Linked DNA regions of Mus musculus: region 1 is linked to region 2. A link is a contact called in public promoter capture Hi-C data. All regions are on one chromosome and are shown on one strand. Each heading gives the region's core, a stretch centred on a gene start, on an enhancer-like site or on the middle of the called end of the contact. The rest is flanking DNA. Distances are from core to core; before and after follow the strand shown.

Evidence for each region. Promoter capture Hi-C pulls out the DNA fragments that hold promoters and counts their contacts.
Region 1: a promoter capture Hi-C map of neural stem cells shows a contact between it and region 2. The contact joins the enhancer-like site here to the promoter of Tekt4 in region 2. A contact is called at or near these places in 9 of 39 promoter capture datasets (the C10 cell line, the HPC-7 cell line, cranial neural crest and 6 more), 1 of 15 datasets of contacts at CTCF or cohesin (the NIH/3T3 cell line), 1 of 484 Hi-C or Micro-C datasets (embryonic fibroblasts), 6 of 115 datasets of contacts at active chromatin or transcription factors (craniofacial prominence, embryonic basal ganglia, embryonic forebrain and 3 more) and 2 of 9 other capture datasets (embryonic stem cells and pancreatic islet).

Annotation. Positions count from the first base shown.
Region 1 is chr17:25,666,871-25,673,861 of GRCm38.p6, forward strand. No RefSeq gene overlaps it. Among named protein-coding and RNA genes, the nearest start is that of Gm22645, 24 kb to the right of the region's middle. Within about 2 kb of position 1,776, at least 18 of the 459 cell types and tissues checked have an H3K27ac peak or open chromatin away from gene starts, as enhancers often do. A contact at or near this core is called in neural stem cells and oligodendrocyte precursor cells, where this site is marked.
Region 2 is chr17:25,467,846-25,475,194 of GRCm38.p6, forward strand. It overlaps Tekt4 (tektin 4), which reads left to right and starts at 3,745. Exons shown (of 6, transcript NM_027951.1): 1 at 3,745-4,410; 2 at 5,891-5,961; 3 at 6,271-6,414; 4 at 6,795-7,017. The coding sequence starts at 3,877.

The DNA of each region.
Region 1 (6,991 bases), core at 526-3,025, 200 kb after region 2:
GGCTATGTCCAATCTGCTGCTTTCTCTTCTCCCAACTCCTCCAGATGCCTCTCTCCCTTATCCACAATAAAAAACCTTTCCCCAGTCCAAAAAAATAAAAAGATGAACTTCGGGGGCTGGAGATGGCTTTTATAGAAGAGCACTTGCTGCTCTTACAGGGAACCCCAGTTCAGTTCCCAGCACCCATATGGAAGCTTAGAACCATCTGTATCTCCAGGTCCAGGGGATCCCGTACCATCCAGTACCCTCTCCTGGCCTCATCAGCTGTCACGGGTGCTTGTGGAGCAGTTAGCATGAATACTCTGAAAGTACTCATACACATAAAGTTGTTTTAGTAAAAAAGGTGAGCTCTAGAGCTGAGGTGTGGGCTCAAGCAGAGTACTTGTCTAAAACACATGAGTCCTCATGTTCTACCCTCAGTGATGAGGATGATGATGGTGACAGTGACGGTGACAGTGACAGTGATGATGATGCAAATGAATGAAGCTCCTAAACCAAAGAACTAACACTAAAAACTCTTAAAACAGAAGCTTCAAATTTGGCACCTTGTCCCTTCTTTGCTGAATACGTGGGGTAGGGCTACATAGCAATGCTGCTCAGAGCAGCATCTCCATAGCGATGAATGGCAGGACAGAGAGTGTGACACCACAGCCGGCCACAGCCACATGAGGTCCCTGCGAGAAAGACGGGGCTCCAGTATATACTATTGGCTGCTGAAGACACACAGCAGTGATTCTACACCGGAGACCCCACACCCACCTCTCAAACCTGGCCAGTGCTTTATTCTTTCTGTGCCACACTGCCTGACCCACCACAAAGCATACAGCAGGCGAGGTTTCCTGCTGGCAGTGGCTCTGGCATTCATGAGCAGCAGCAGCAGATCCCCAGCCCTGTGTGCCTGTGGGTACCAGGGAGGCAGGAGGTGCTCCATCCACTTCAGGGAAGTGGGATGCTCAAGCCCAAGGGGATGATGCAGATTCCAGGGAAGGCACCCTGTCTTGGAGACAGGCTGCTGGGTCTCTGGTCACGTGTCGTCACTTACCTGTGCTACTTGGAGGTTCACTTTGTGGAAACAGCACACACTGTTTTGCCAACCGTTTTCCATGTGTTTGAGTTCAATCCCAGCACTTGGGTGGAGGCAGAGAAAAAAAGTTCCAGTTTTAGATATTCAGTGTTAAATCTGCATTTATCATAAAATAAAGAACATCAGGGTGGGTGGGTGTTTTCTAATGAGCACATAAAAACTGTGAGAAAAATCTCCCTGTGGTCTCCATGATGGTTCGAAGGTCACATGACTTTCCTGATGATACTGGCTACACCTTCCTCCCTGACCTTCCCTCTCTGCTCATTGGAGATGTTCTTCTCTGGGTTCCTTTGGAAACTGGAGACAGGGAAGTTGTGGCTGTGAGGCAGCACCCACTGTCCATCATCTATACATCAGCCTGATCCACCATACCTCATCCATACATCAGCCCTGAACTGGAGCCCCATCTGCCGATCTTCCTCCAGGTCATTTCCCTAATGGTACAGCCCTCTGGGTCCCTGTCATGCTGATCTTTGCTGAGCTCTATACTGAGTCCTTGGCGTCAACTCATGTCTTTGAGCAGAGGGGCCAGGGTGTCTACCTGGCCCATAAGAAAGCCAGAAAATTTGCCACTAGCTCAGCAGGGCCAGAGTCTCAGCAAGGTGGTTGTCCTTAGCAGAGGTCACGAATCCCTCCTGGCTCTGCCACCAGCACCTGGGCTGCCAGGGGCACTGGTGCCAGCCCTGCAGCTGGGCCTTCTGTGGGTGAGCAACATTTGCATCTCAATGATGGGGATTCATCTTTAAGGAGCCAGCTGTCCAGTTGGGGGAGGGGAAGTCTAATTGGGCAGCGGGGGGTGGGGAAGGGGGTCTGTCAAGTGGCTACAGCTCCCCACACCACTCCCACTCATGGCTTGGGACAAGGAAACGCAAAACAGTGATCGGACCATCTGTATCCCTATCACTGCCCTACCCCACACCATGGCTGCACAGCTGCAGACTGGCTCCAGCCCTGTCTGTGTACAGTTCCCTTTTGTACCCTGGCGGCAGAGGTGGACAGCTCAGGTCTGAGGTCAGGGTGAGGACAGGTCCAGACATCACTGTCACCAGCTCCTTCACGAGACTTCTTCGACTTGTCATCACCTATGACCATCTAGGCAGATCCCTCTCTCTAATGTCCCTCCACTACAGAGAATGCCACTGTAGAGAGGTGAATAGTGTCCCCAAACTCATCCCAACCAAGGACCTCAGAATGTGACCTTTGAAAATAGGGTCTTTGCAGATTTAATAAAGATCATATGATATAGCTGTCCAGGATTAGGGTTGCCCTAATTTGTTCACAAGTTTGTTTGTTTGTTTGTTTGTTTGTTTGTTTGTTTGTGAGAGCTGAGACAGGCTTTCATTATGCAGCCTCAATGGCTTCAAACTTGTTGCAATCCTCCTGCCTCCTCTGCCTCTGCCTCTGCCTCTGCCTCTGCCTCTGCCTCTGCCTCTGCCTCTGCCTCTGCCTCTGCCTCTGCCTCTGCCTCTGCCTCTCTGCAGTGCTGAAGTTACTGGAAGGAATCACCAAGCCTGCAGCCTGAGCATCAGGGTGCATGCCTATAATCCCAGCTCCCCAGAGGCAGAGGCAGGAGGATGGAGAGCAATTTAGCAAGACTGTCTTAAAATTTAAAAAATGTAAAGGGGGCTGCCCTACAGCTTAGTGGTAAATATTCACTACCAGATGTGGAGTCCTTGATTCTATCCCCAGCTGTGAGAGAAGGGGGAGGGAAAGGAGAGGAGAAGGGAGCGAAGGGAAAGAGAGATCAGCATATCAGGGAAGACAGCTGCTTGAAGATGAAACAGGAACTTAAAACAGCAGAGTCCCCGGAGCTGGGGGGACTGTGCGGAATCCTGAGTCCTTGGAGATAGGATGGCCCACACTTTGGTTTGGACCGTTTGCCTCCAGACTGTAGGAGAATAAGCCAGCATTTGAAGCCCCCACATGTGGTCCTTTGTCAGAGCCCCAGGAGATGAATGTGTCCAGGCAGAGTGGAAATCTGGTTATGGCCCAGAGTGGTTTCAGGGGTACCCTCCCAGCCAGCACAAGAGCAGACAGCCTGGATGGGGCTCTCAACCCCAAGTCTGCCCAGCCTCTCCCAGACCTCACCTGCCCCAGAAGGAGGGTGAAATGGAACACCCACCATCTGCCTTCAAGATGCAAGAGGAAGCAGAAAGATGGGCAGATGGCGTAGGCCCTGCCCAGGAGGGAGACATGACAGCAACCAGGGAGAGATAAATGAAGGAAACAAAGGACAGGATGGGACACCAGGAGCACTGTGCTCTGATGACACACACACCCCTCCTTGGAGTCAGAACACAGGCACTGTACCGGCTGGTTTTATGTCTGATGACACAATAATCAGAAGGAGCCTCAATTGAGAACATGCCTCCACAAGATTGGGGTATAGGCAAACCTATAAGGCATTTCCTTCATTAGTGTTCATGGCAAGAGCCCAGCCCAATAATGCGTGGGGCAGCCCTGGGCTGGTGGTCCTGGGTTCTATGAGCAAGCAGGCCGAGGAAGCCATGAGGAGCAAGGCAGTAAGGAGCGCTGTTGCACGACCTTTGGATCAGCCCCTGCCTGCAGGTTCCTGCCCTTCTTAGGTCCTCTCCTGACTTCTGTCCTGTCCTTTATGATGAACTGTGATGTGGGAACATGGGCCAAGTAAACCCTTTCCTTTCTAAGTCGCTTTGGTCATGGTGTTTCATCTCAGTAGTAACCCTAAGACAGGCACTCACAAACATGTCTGAACTCACACAACTAGACATACTAGACACATATAAGCTTGCAGTTGTGTATGTTTCCTACCGACTGGCAAGATATCTGGACACAGGAAAGGTTATCAGGCCTGAGATGTCTACCTTGTGGCTATTCTTGACCCCACAAAGGTAGCCACGCCATAGCCATGGCTGTATCCAGCAGCATCTAAACAAAGCATGCTCTCCAGACTGGTTCCTGCTTAACTGCCTGCCTTTCTAGGCTTGCCCACGGTCCCTGCAAGAAGCCGCCAGATGCTAAGCGCCTCAGCAAGAAAAAGAACTTTCTTCTCAAGTAGAAACATCAGCATCACTGGGCAGTGATGATGCACGCCTTTAATCCCAGCACTTGGGAGGCAGAGGCAGGTGGATTTCTTAGTTCGAGGCCAGCCTGGGCTAAACAGAGAAACCCTGTCTCGGAAAAGAAAAAATAAAAGAAAAAACATCAGCTTCCTGCAACCACGTGACCAGGGCCTTGTAAGGACAGAGGTGCATTTTCCAAGGATCATGGGACACTTCTCAAGGGCACCGTGCCACCCTTATGGAATCCAGCTAGTCCCTCAGCTGTGCTGCGCCTACCCACAAGGATGCCCAGTATCCAGTAGGCCTCAGAAGGCACTTCCCAGCTGCAGGGCCGCAGGCCACTGTCCAGGGCTCCAGTACACCAACCCTGCCTGTTACACCTACTTTACACACAGGCCACAGCAGGCAGCCCACTTGTGCTCCCATAAGCCCTAAGTAAAACCCAGCCCTGGATAGTCACAGCTGTGCCAGGACATGAGGGCTTAGCTCCCAGCTGGTAGGTGGGATTTGTAGCTCTGTCTTCTCTGAGTGCCGGGATGTTGGGACAGGAAGAAAGGCTTCATAGAAAGGCAAGCCTGGAGGACCTCCAGGTGGCAGCTCCTGACTGTAGTCTAGGCTCTCTAGGGCTGCAGAGGGGTTCTGCCCTTCACTTGTCAGCCTTGATACCTCCTAATGGGGGGGGGGGGGTGAGACAGAGACAGAGAGACAGAAGGGAGAGAGAGAGGGGAGAGAGACACAGGCAGACAGACAGACAGACAGACAGAGGTATCACATGGATGATGACACCCTCACCAAGAGAGGACACTGGGACCCCTGCACCCACAGAATCTGCCCTCGTGGGGCCTGAGGGCTCTGGCTGCTCCCCAGAATGACTCACAGAAGCAAGACCTGTGAGAGGTTCATCTCCAGGTAGGTGGGGGCAGCCTGAACGGAAGAAGCTGGTATAGCCATCAGAATCCAGAGACACCAGGCTGCCCCCTTGGCAGTAGGGACTCAATCCAGGTTAAAGTTAAACTCATGGTGACAGAAATGGTTCTGAGTCTGGCAGGACATCACCAGGCCCTGTCACCACAGCTGTGCAACAACCTGTGCCCAAACTCTGGCGGGACATGGCAAAGCCTGTGGCTGGAACTTTGATCTGTGCTTTCTCAGCTGCTGTCCTGGTGGCACAGGCTACGTTATCCTCCTAGACACAGATGGCAGCATGCTCATGAGGCCCAGCCTGAGACCCAGCTGGCCTGCACAGGAGAGAAGGGCCCAAAGACCTGCAGCCAGTGCTATCAGTGTAGGGCAACAGCCCCAGCCCTCCCCCTGTTGCCACAATCCCACTACCAAGCTGAGGAGGTAACCTAGTGGCAGGCAGCAGAGTCATGCAGAACATGGTGCTCATGGGCCTGGAAGGTAGGGCCTGATCATGGGAGAGAAGCTGTGGACAACGTGGGAAATACACTAATCCCATATCCCACCTGGGGACTGGAGGAACCAACAAGGACCCTGAGGGCTGAAACCACCCTGGGGTACAACTGGGGCAGGAAAGAGAAGGGGCTAAAGAGCAAGAGAGGCTAGAGGCCACCTGGTTGGGAGAATAGAGGAACGTCAAAAACCTCTGTGTTCATGCTGACTAGGGCTCAAGTGTGGCCCCTCTGGAAAGCAGGGCAGGAGTGAGGAGCCCTACATCTGCTCAGCATGCTTTTAGAGGGGAACAGGCCTGTGTGAGGACAGAGGGGGAGGATGGCGTGATGCAACCACAAACCAAGGACACCTGACCCTTCCTCACACTTGTGGGAGGCAGAGAGACGCTGCCTCGTACCCTGCAGGTGAGTGTATAGCCCCAGCCTTCATAATCCCAGACCTCTAGTATTTGGAGGTGAGAAACATAAACTCCTGCTGTTTGGAGCCCCGGCAGATGTGGCCATTTTTGACAAGGGTCTCAAGAGACACACCCACTGTCTTGACCAAATGGGCAGCACAGCATAGCTCCGTCACCTCTGGACTTCCCCTCAGCCTTGGTAAGCACTCACCTTCCTGTCTGGGTACTCTGAACCCCACAAGTTCTGTTACCAAGAGTACTATGCAGGTCCAGGCCATCTGCACATGAGCCCACTGCTGTGACAGCACAGACCAGGGACTGCTCCTGGGAAGGTGGCAGGAAGTGCCAAGTTGGAGCCAAGGCCCTGGAGTCACACACAAAGGATGGCTTGTGTGTGTGCCAACCCCTGACACTGATGTGATCAGCATCACCAAGCTCTGTCTCCAAAGGCTGAAGCTACAGTAAGAGTCAGCTCAGTGGATCCCAACTGTCCACAACTTCAAGTGCCCCTCATAGCCTCAGACACTGTACAGTAAGAAACCCAAGCCACTTCAAGCTCAGCAGCCCATTCCCAGTATGCACCCCAAAGACGCAGAGTGGTCCTAGCAGGTGCACACACCTGTCCACAGCAGCCCAAATATGCAAATCACCTAGTGTACTTGAATAACCAAAATGTGATCTATCCTGCAGTGGGCTATGTATATAACTGAGGCTGGCCTGCCTATCTCTGCCTTCATGCTAGGATTGCAGGCATGGTGTACCACCAGCCCAGCTCCTGTACTAGAATATTATTCAGCCTAGAAGAAGAATGAGGCCACCACGACTCATTGGACTGTAGGACATTACAGTTGGTGACAGGAGCCAGATGCAGAAGGCCACAGATCATGAAACTCCACTCATGTCTACAGCTGTCCAAGCAAAGGAAAATCTCCAGGCAGAAAGCAAGCCAGCAGCTGTCTGGGAAAAAAGAGCAACACCACAGGAACCATTTCTTTCCAGGTGTAGAATGTTCTAGGACTGTGTGGTAAGTGTGCATATTGTAACACTTGGCATTAG
Region 2 (7,349 bases), core at 2,495-4,994:
CACACGTGCCTTTTCTCAGAGTTCCCTGTCTGAGTCTTGCCCCACTCTTGCCCAGGAAGGCAGAGTCCCTTGTGCTCACTGTTTGGGGAGAGGCAAGGGTCAAGTGGGAGTGAGTCATTGGCCCATCAGCTGCCTGGTCCTGCCTTGCCAAGTGGAGAGGCTCATGCCCAGTGCCTACCTCTGAGGCCAGACCACTGGGCTCAGCCCTCTGTCAGCCTGTGTCCACGCCACATCTTCTTGCGTTGTCTTATCTTCTAGGGCCTGATGACGGATGGGAAACAGGGCTTTCACAATGGCCCTGGGAGTCATCAGAGGAGGGGGTCGCCCCTAATATCCTGCACAGCTCTTTCCTATCTTTATCCAAATTGCTCTTCAATGCTTGGACTCCAGGATTCTTCTTCCGGGAAGTCCTTGGCTGGCTCCTCCTTCCTGCTTGTTGCCCGCTGCAGCCTTGGCTCAGGGATGCCTAAGAGCTTTGGATCCTTCTGTAATTAAAGTGTCCCACTGGCCTGGGGAGAGATGTGGCTGTGCCTCCCACTGCTCCTGTCACTGGGTCTGCACCAGCCAGGGTGGCTCCTTGGGTTGTCACTTCACGCAGGATAGGAGGTGGCCAGATGGCAGTCTCTCCTTTGTTGGCCCTGTCCTGTCAGCGTGACCTTGGGCCCGTCTCAGCCTGGGGCCTGCAGGCTGTGCCTGTTCTGGGTAGAGTCTATGAGACTGCATGGCTTCCCTCCCATTTAGAACCTTGCCGATTGGGGCTAGCGCTAGGGAATCTCCTCTGGCCTTGGGGAGCTGCTGGCTAGACTCAAAAGAAAGGGACCCTTTTGCCCATGTCCGTCCCACTTGTGATGTCTAGAGTTTGTAAAAAAAAAAATCTGTGCAGGGGACAGCTGTACTCTTGGTCAGTCCTGATGCCCCTCTGTTTCCCAGGCATCCTGCAGGGCTGTCCAGTGTGGTGGGGTCTGGTTCTTGGGGACACAGGCAGAGTCCATGGAGCTAGCACTTCTAGCCCCATCATGCTGCAGCTGTGATGTGGGAACTTTCACAAGCCCTTCCCCCCCGCCCCGACTCAATTTTCCCACTGTAACTGCAATGTAGGAAGAAGGGCAACATGAGAGAGGACCCCACCCCACTCCATACAGTCCTGTAGTGCACCACCATTCTGCCCACACATCCCATTCAGTCTGTGCTCACTGTGGCTTTACCTGACTGTTTCCCACTTAGCCCCAGCTTTGAGTATAGTTGTGATGGCCTCAGCAGCAATGATTGGTGTTCCTCTCTGAAAGGGTTGGGCGGAGAGAGGCTGGGAGGGACTGCACCCTGTCACCTTCAGAGCACAAATGCCTCTTTCTTTGGACCAAGGGTCAGACTAGAGGCCGTGGATGATAGGGACAAAGGCTCAACACATCCCTGAAGGTGTCTGGCGAGTCTTGGCCCCTCAAGCTGGGGACTAAGGTCAAAGCTCTACCTTGGAGTCTATCTTGACATAGGGGAACCTACATTGAGACCTGGCCTTCCTCATTAGCCTGGGGGTTCCATGGGAGCATCAGCTACCTGCAGTGCCCAGTACTTGAATACTGCAGGTGAAGATCAGGTAGAGTCACTGGGCCCAGGCTAGTTCTCTTCCTTTGCAGTCCCTGGCTCCACATGTCAGGAATGAATCTAAGGAGAAACTGTGGTGTGCTCTGGGTAGCTCTGTACCTACTACCATGTGGGAAAACTGAGGCACAGAGGAGACAGAGGGAGGCCCACACTGGCCCCCAAAGGTTCTTGGCTTCTAGCTCTTGAGGAACAGTGGCAGCTCTTGCTCCATCTGGTTATGAATTCTCAAGGCTTCTGCCCACAAATTACACATGTATAAAGCATCTACTGGTGGGAATGCCAGGGGCTCCTGCCAGAGGATTGACATGGAGTGTGAAGTGAGTGAGGGGCTAACTGCTAGGGAGTCAGCACAGGGTCGGGGCGGGGGGGGGGCGGGGAGGAATGCACAGCCTGGACAGAGGTGTGTGGGTGAAACCAAGCCTGTGCACTGAGCAGAGAGAGCCTGAGGTTCTCGAGGCGGGAAACGGGATAGGACAGTGGGGAGAGGAGAGGCTGAGGGGCTGTGGCAGTAGACCCTGTGCTGGCTAAGGGTGTGGATTTCTTTCAGAGAGGACCTAGTATGTGAGGAGCCTCTGGGGAAGACCAGGTGGGAGGGGAGGGAGGAAGACCACAGAATGGTCAGGAACTAGGAATAGGTGGCTGGCACATTCTGCAGTCAATGTCGCCCTCTCTTGGTCACACTGGCTATCGACTAGGGTTTCTTAATGCCCAGGTTGGATGGCAGGATTTCCTATCTAACTAGTGTCCTGGGAACAACTGCCCAGACAGAAAGTGCCTCCCCTTTTTGAGCAGATCAGGATACGTGACTCCAGATACATTCAGTGGGTGAACCCCCTTCAGAACACTGACCCAAATCCCCAGGAGGCTCTGATCTAAGTCCAGCTATGGGATACAGGAAGAAGAAGAGGGGCTGGCCCTTACACAGTGGCCCTGGGAATAGATGGGGTCAGGGTGGCTGTGGATACTCTCATGGGTTCAGGTCCCAAAGTGAGTCCTGGAGGCTGAGGTAGGGTGGATGTTTGGTCCTCTGGGCCTGCATGCGGGGTTCAGACCACATGCGCAATGGGCCAAGTTGTGGAGTCCTAGGGTGGCTTAGGGTAATGTTGAGGATGAGAGGCACTTCTCAGGCTGAGGAACCTGCTCACATTTCCATGGCCCCCACCTCCCACAGATCACCCAAAGGGGTCGTTAAGTAGGCAGAACCTCCTCCGTCCTCCTCCAGCAGGGCAAAGCCCACACTCAGGACCAGATCATGGAAGAACATCTCAGAAAAGGAGCCAAGGAGCCAGGGAGGAGGGCAGGGGTGTCAGGGACCTTGGAGCCTTCACTACCCCAGCCCTGGACCTCAAGACCCTTCATACCCCAGCCCTGGACCCCAAGGCCCTTCACTACCCCAGCCCTGGACCCCAAGGCCCTTCACTACCCCAGCCCTGGAGCCCAAGGGTCCCAGGGAACAAGTCCTGAGCCTCTGTGGCTCGGATCACAGTGTGGTGAAGAGTTGAGAGTTGGGGATTGCCTGTGTGTGTGTGTGTGTGTCTGTGTGTGTGTGTGTGTGAAAGAGAGAGAGAGAGAGAGCTTGTGCATGCGCACGCACATGGGCATATGAGTATTTGTGTGCATTGGAAACCTTAGGGGACATTTCTCAAGCACCATCCATTTTGGGGTTTTGTCTGTTTTTGTTGTTATTGGGGGTTTTGTTTGAGATGGGGGTCCTGCTATATAGCCCAGACCAAGCTGGAACTCACTACGTAGACCGTGCTATCCTTGAAATCAGAGAGCTCCACTTGTCTCTGCCTCCTGAGTGCTGGCATTAGAAGTATTTGCCACTATGCCTGGCCAACCTTATTTTCAACAAGGTCTTTCACTCGTCAAATACAGTTGGGCTGGTTGGCCTGTGAACACCACAGATTAACCGTTTCTGCCGTCCCAGTGCAGGGATTGCAAGCATATGCCACCACACCCATCCCCCCCTGCCCCCACCTGTGTCCTGGGAAACAAACTCATGTTCTTGCGAGGCAAACATTTTTACCTTTTACCCAGCTATGTTCCCAGACACTGCTTGGCCCTTTAAGAGGGCAGTTCTGCTCCTCCCCCTTGAGTGACCCTGTTGCTCAGCAACAGGAGGCAGTTGGTGTATACAATGTTCCTTAGGCAACCAGGAACCTTGCTTGGGACAGAGTGACCAGTACTGCTCCATTGATCGTGCCTGGACAATTGCCCAGTGACCCTCTCTTCATTCCGCCTCCCTTCCTGCTTAGCCAGGCAGTGGGTACCATGGCCCAAACGGGCGTGCTCCTGACCAAGGAGCCGGCCCCACAGTCAATAGATGTCTGTGAGCTTCCGCGCAAAGAATATGAAGTGGCCTGCAATACTGGCGCCTACACGTCCTCGGGTCTGGCCACCGCTGGCTTCCGCACAGCCAAATACCTGAGGGACGAGTGGTTTCAGAACTCTTATGCCCGCTACCACCAGGCCTTCGCAGACCGGGACTACTCTGAGCGGCAGCGGCATGAGAGCGGGCAGCTGGTAGCCGAGACTGGGGCACTGGCCCAGCGCACACAACTTGACTCCACAAGAAAGGTGGGAGAGCGCCTGGAGGACATGCATTGCTGGAAGTCAGAGCTGCAGCGAGAGATAGACGAGCTGTCTTCCGAGACGGACCTGATGATGGCCCAGAAGCTGCGGCTACAGCGCGCCTTGGATGCCACCTCCGTGCCTTACTCCATTGCTACTGACAACCTGCAGTGCAGAGAACGCCGCCAGCACCCAGACCTTGTCCGGGACTATGTGGAGGTGGAGCTACTGAAGGTGCAACCAGTGGCTCGGGCTCAGCGTGGGAGGCAGGCTCTGGCTCTCATAGAGATAACACAGGGCCTTAGGGTTCACACAGCACTGTGCCTATGCAGGACTCCTGATCCTTCAGATAGCGGAATTTCTACCACATCCAAGTAACTTTCTCTCTTGTGGGATTCCTTCCAGCCCATAAGATTTCAAAGACGTTCAGTCTGACTCTGAGGGGATTTTTGTTGTCGGTGGTGGTGGGCTTTGGGCTTTTTTGTTTGTCTGTTTTCCAAGACAGGATTTCTCAGTGTATCTCTGTCTGTCCTGGAACTCACTCTGTAGACCAAAGCTGGCCTCAAACTAGGAGATTTACCTGCCTCTGCCTCCCAAGTGCTGGGATTAAAGGCGTGCGCCACATTCTTCTGGCTGAGGTTGTTTTGTTTTTGGCTAAGCCAAAGGCTCCCCCGTACCACCATGCATGCCCCTTGCAGTGCTATTGGTGTTCAGGGTAGAAAGCCGGGCCAGCCAGTGTTGCATGTATGGAGGGCTTGTGGATGCCCATGGCATCTGCTCTCTCTCCCCAGAGCCCCAGAACCCCAGAGCCTGAGCTTCAATGTTCTCCTAGTATACACTATAATCCCAGTGTCAGGGAAACTGAGGAAGGAACACGAGCTCCAGGCCAGCCTGGACTACATATGAGACTCTTAAACAAACACCAAAACCCAAACTGAACCGAAAACAAACCCTGCCACGTCCCCCTCCCTTCATCGGGTACCTTTCCCTCAAACCCCAGCGCAGCTTGCTTTGGGGAGTCTTGTGTGATTATGGGGCCACTCAGCCTGGGTGCCACACAACTGGGAATTCCTCAGAGCTGGCGCCTCCTGTGGTAGCCTCAGGCCCATGGGCAAGGATGAATGATGGAGCTGGGGAATAAACCGCCAGGCTGGGGCCCCAGAGAACTCCTGTCCTACCCCTAGGCCTTGCCCACTTCGGCCAGTGGGTGCAGAGATGGGAGAGGGACCGAGGACACTGGACACTGGAGATCATGGCCCAGGTGGGTTTGAGCACAAGATAATCCTGGCACCCAGAAAATGTTGGGGTTAAAGGAAACTTAGAGTTTCCTACCTATTCTTGGTGGGAAGTGGGCAGACAGAGGGCATCTGATGTCCCGTGGGCTTGAGTTCCTCAGAGGCAGTATAGAGCTCGATATAAGGCTGGTATGCTCCTCAGGAAACTGTGGGAGTTTTGGGGATGATCCCAGAGTCTGGACAGCTGTCTTAGGTGACCCAACAGCAAAAAGATACCCTTTAGAGGAGACACTCACTTGCAACATGCTAACACTACCCGGAGTGAACGTCGCACACAAGGGCTGAACCTTTTTCTGGGGGTGGAGGGGGGACAGAGATTAAGGCAAAAAGTCAATGCTGGTGAGGTCCATACCTTGGCTCCTGCTGAGTCCCCGAGTCTCTGAGCAGGGTTGCTCAGAGAGGACCGGTCTCATTTCCAGGAAACCGAGCTGATCAGGAACATCCAGGAACTCCTGAAGAGGACGATAGGACAAGCCGTGGACCAGATACGGTGGGTCACAGCAGCCCCTGAGGGACCCGAGGGCTGGACTCTGTCCCCAAGGCTGGTCTGAGGTGGAGGCAGGACAGGTAGGGACCTGACACTGTGGCTGAGAGGTCAGAAGGCTTCCAAATCTTAGCTAGTGGAATGCAGGCTCTGCTCAGCGAATACAACCATCTCCACTTTTGCTCTGGAACCTGGGCACTGCTGGCCATGGAAGGCTGTCTGAGCACAAACTGGAGCTGAAATGGGGCCTGCTTCCCAGGGCTCCCTGGCACACAGTGAGCCCTAAACCCCGCCCCCCCCCCTCATGCCCTCCAGGCTGAACAGGGAGCATAAGGAGTCGTGTGAGATGAACTGGTCGGACAAAGTGGAAGTCTACAACATTGACGATACCTGCTCCCGCTACACCAATGAGAGCACCCAGGTGCAGTTCTATCCGCATTCCAGCAAGTTCGAGGAGAGGTAGGATTCTAGGCTCTGTAACCCGTTTGTCCCTGCCACTCTCCGCTCTACTTCCAAAATCTGAGGAAGGACTCCTGCCCCCACGAGAACCTGGCCCAGCTCTCCTGGGGAACCTCTGTCTGCTGTTGGGGTGGACTAACTGGAAAGCCCCTTACTCAAGTGCCTGGCACCCACAATTCACACAGGGCTAGTGCCCTGTGGGTGGCCTGGAAAGCGTTTCTGCTCGTGACCAGTAGAGGGCAAGCAAAGGATCTCTAGAGGCATGGGAGAACCTCGGTATATCGGTGTGAGGGAGGAATCCGGGGTACACTGGGGATCGCTGACAGTGCGGGAGTCTCTGTGTGACTACACCCTGACCAGGCCGCAACTTCCACCCTCAGTGCTTCCACGCCCGAGACGTGGGCCAAGTTCAATCACGACAACCTGCTTCGAGCCGAGCGCGAGCGGCTAGCCTCGGTTAACCTGCGGAAGTTAATTGACTGCATCTTGCGGGATACGGCCGAGGACCTGCGGCTACAGTGCGATGCAGTGAACTCGGCTTTCTCAAGCCGCTGCCAAGAGCTGGACGACTCACTCCAGAAGCTGCAGTACCACCTTCGAAAGGTGGGAGCGCAGGGCTCGCCCGCCTTTGGACACGCCCACTTGTTTGAGCACATCAGGACACGCCTACCAGCGAGCCCATCCCATGCTTAGGATACACCTACTCACATCTGTGCATGTCTCCTTCTCGTGCTCGGACCCCACTCAAGCCACGCCCATCCCTTGCCTAGGACTTGGGTTCCCTTATCCACAGGGACCAGGGTTGCTATCCACTTTGCTTAAGTCACCACTTGGCTTCAAGAGTCCTTCTGTGACCAGCTCACCCTGAAGCAGACATCCATACACTTCTGTAGATTCTCTGATTTGATGTAAAAGCAGTTTTGGGGAGTGATCTT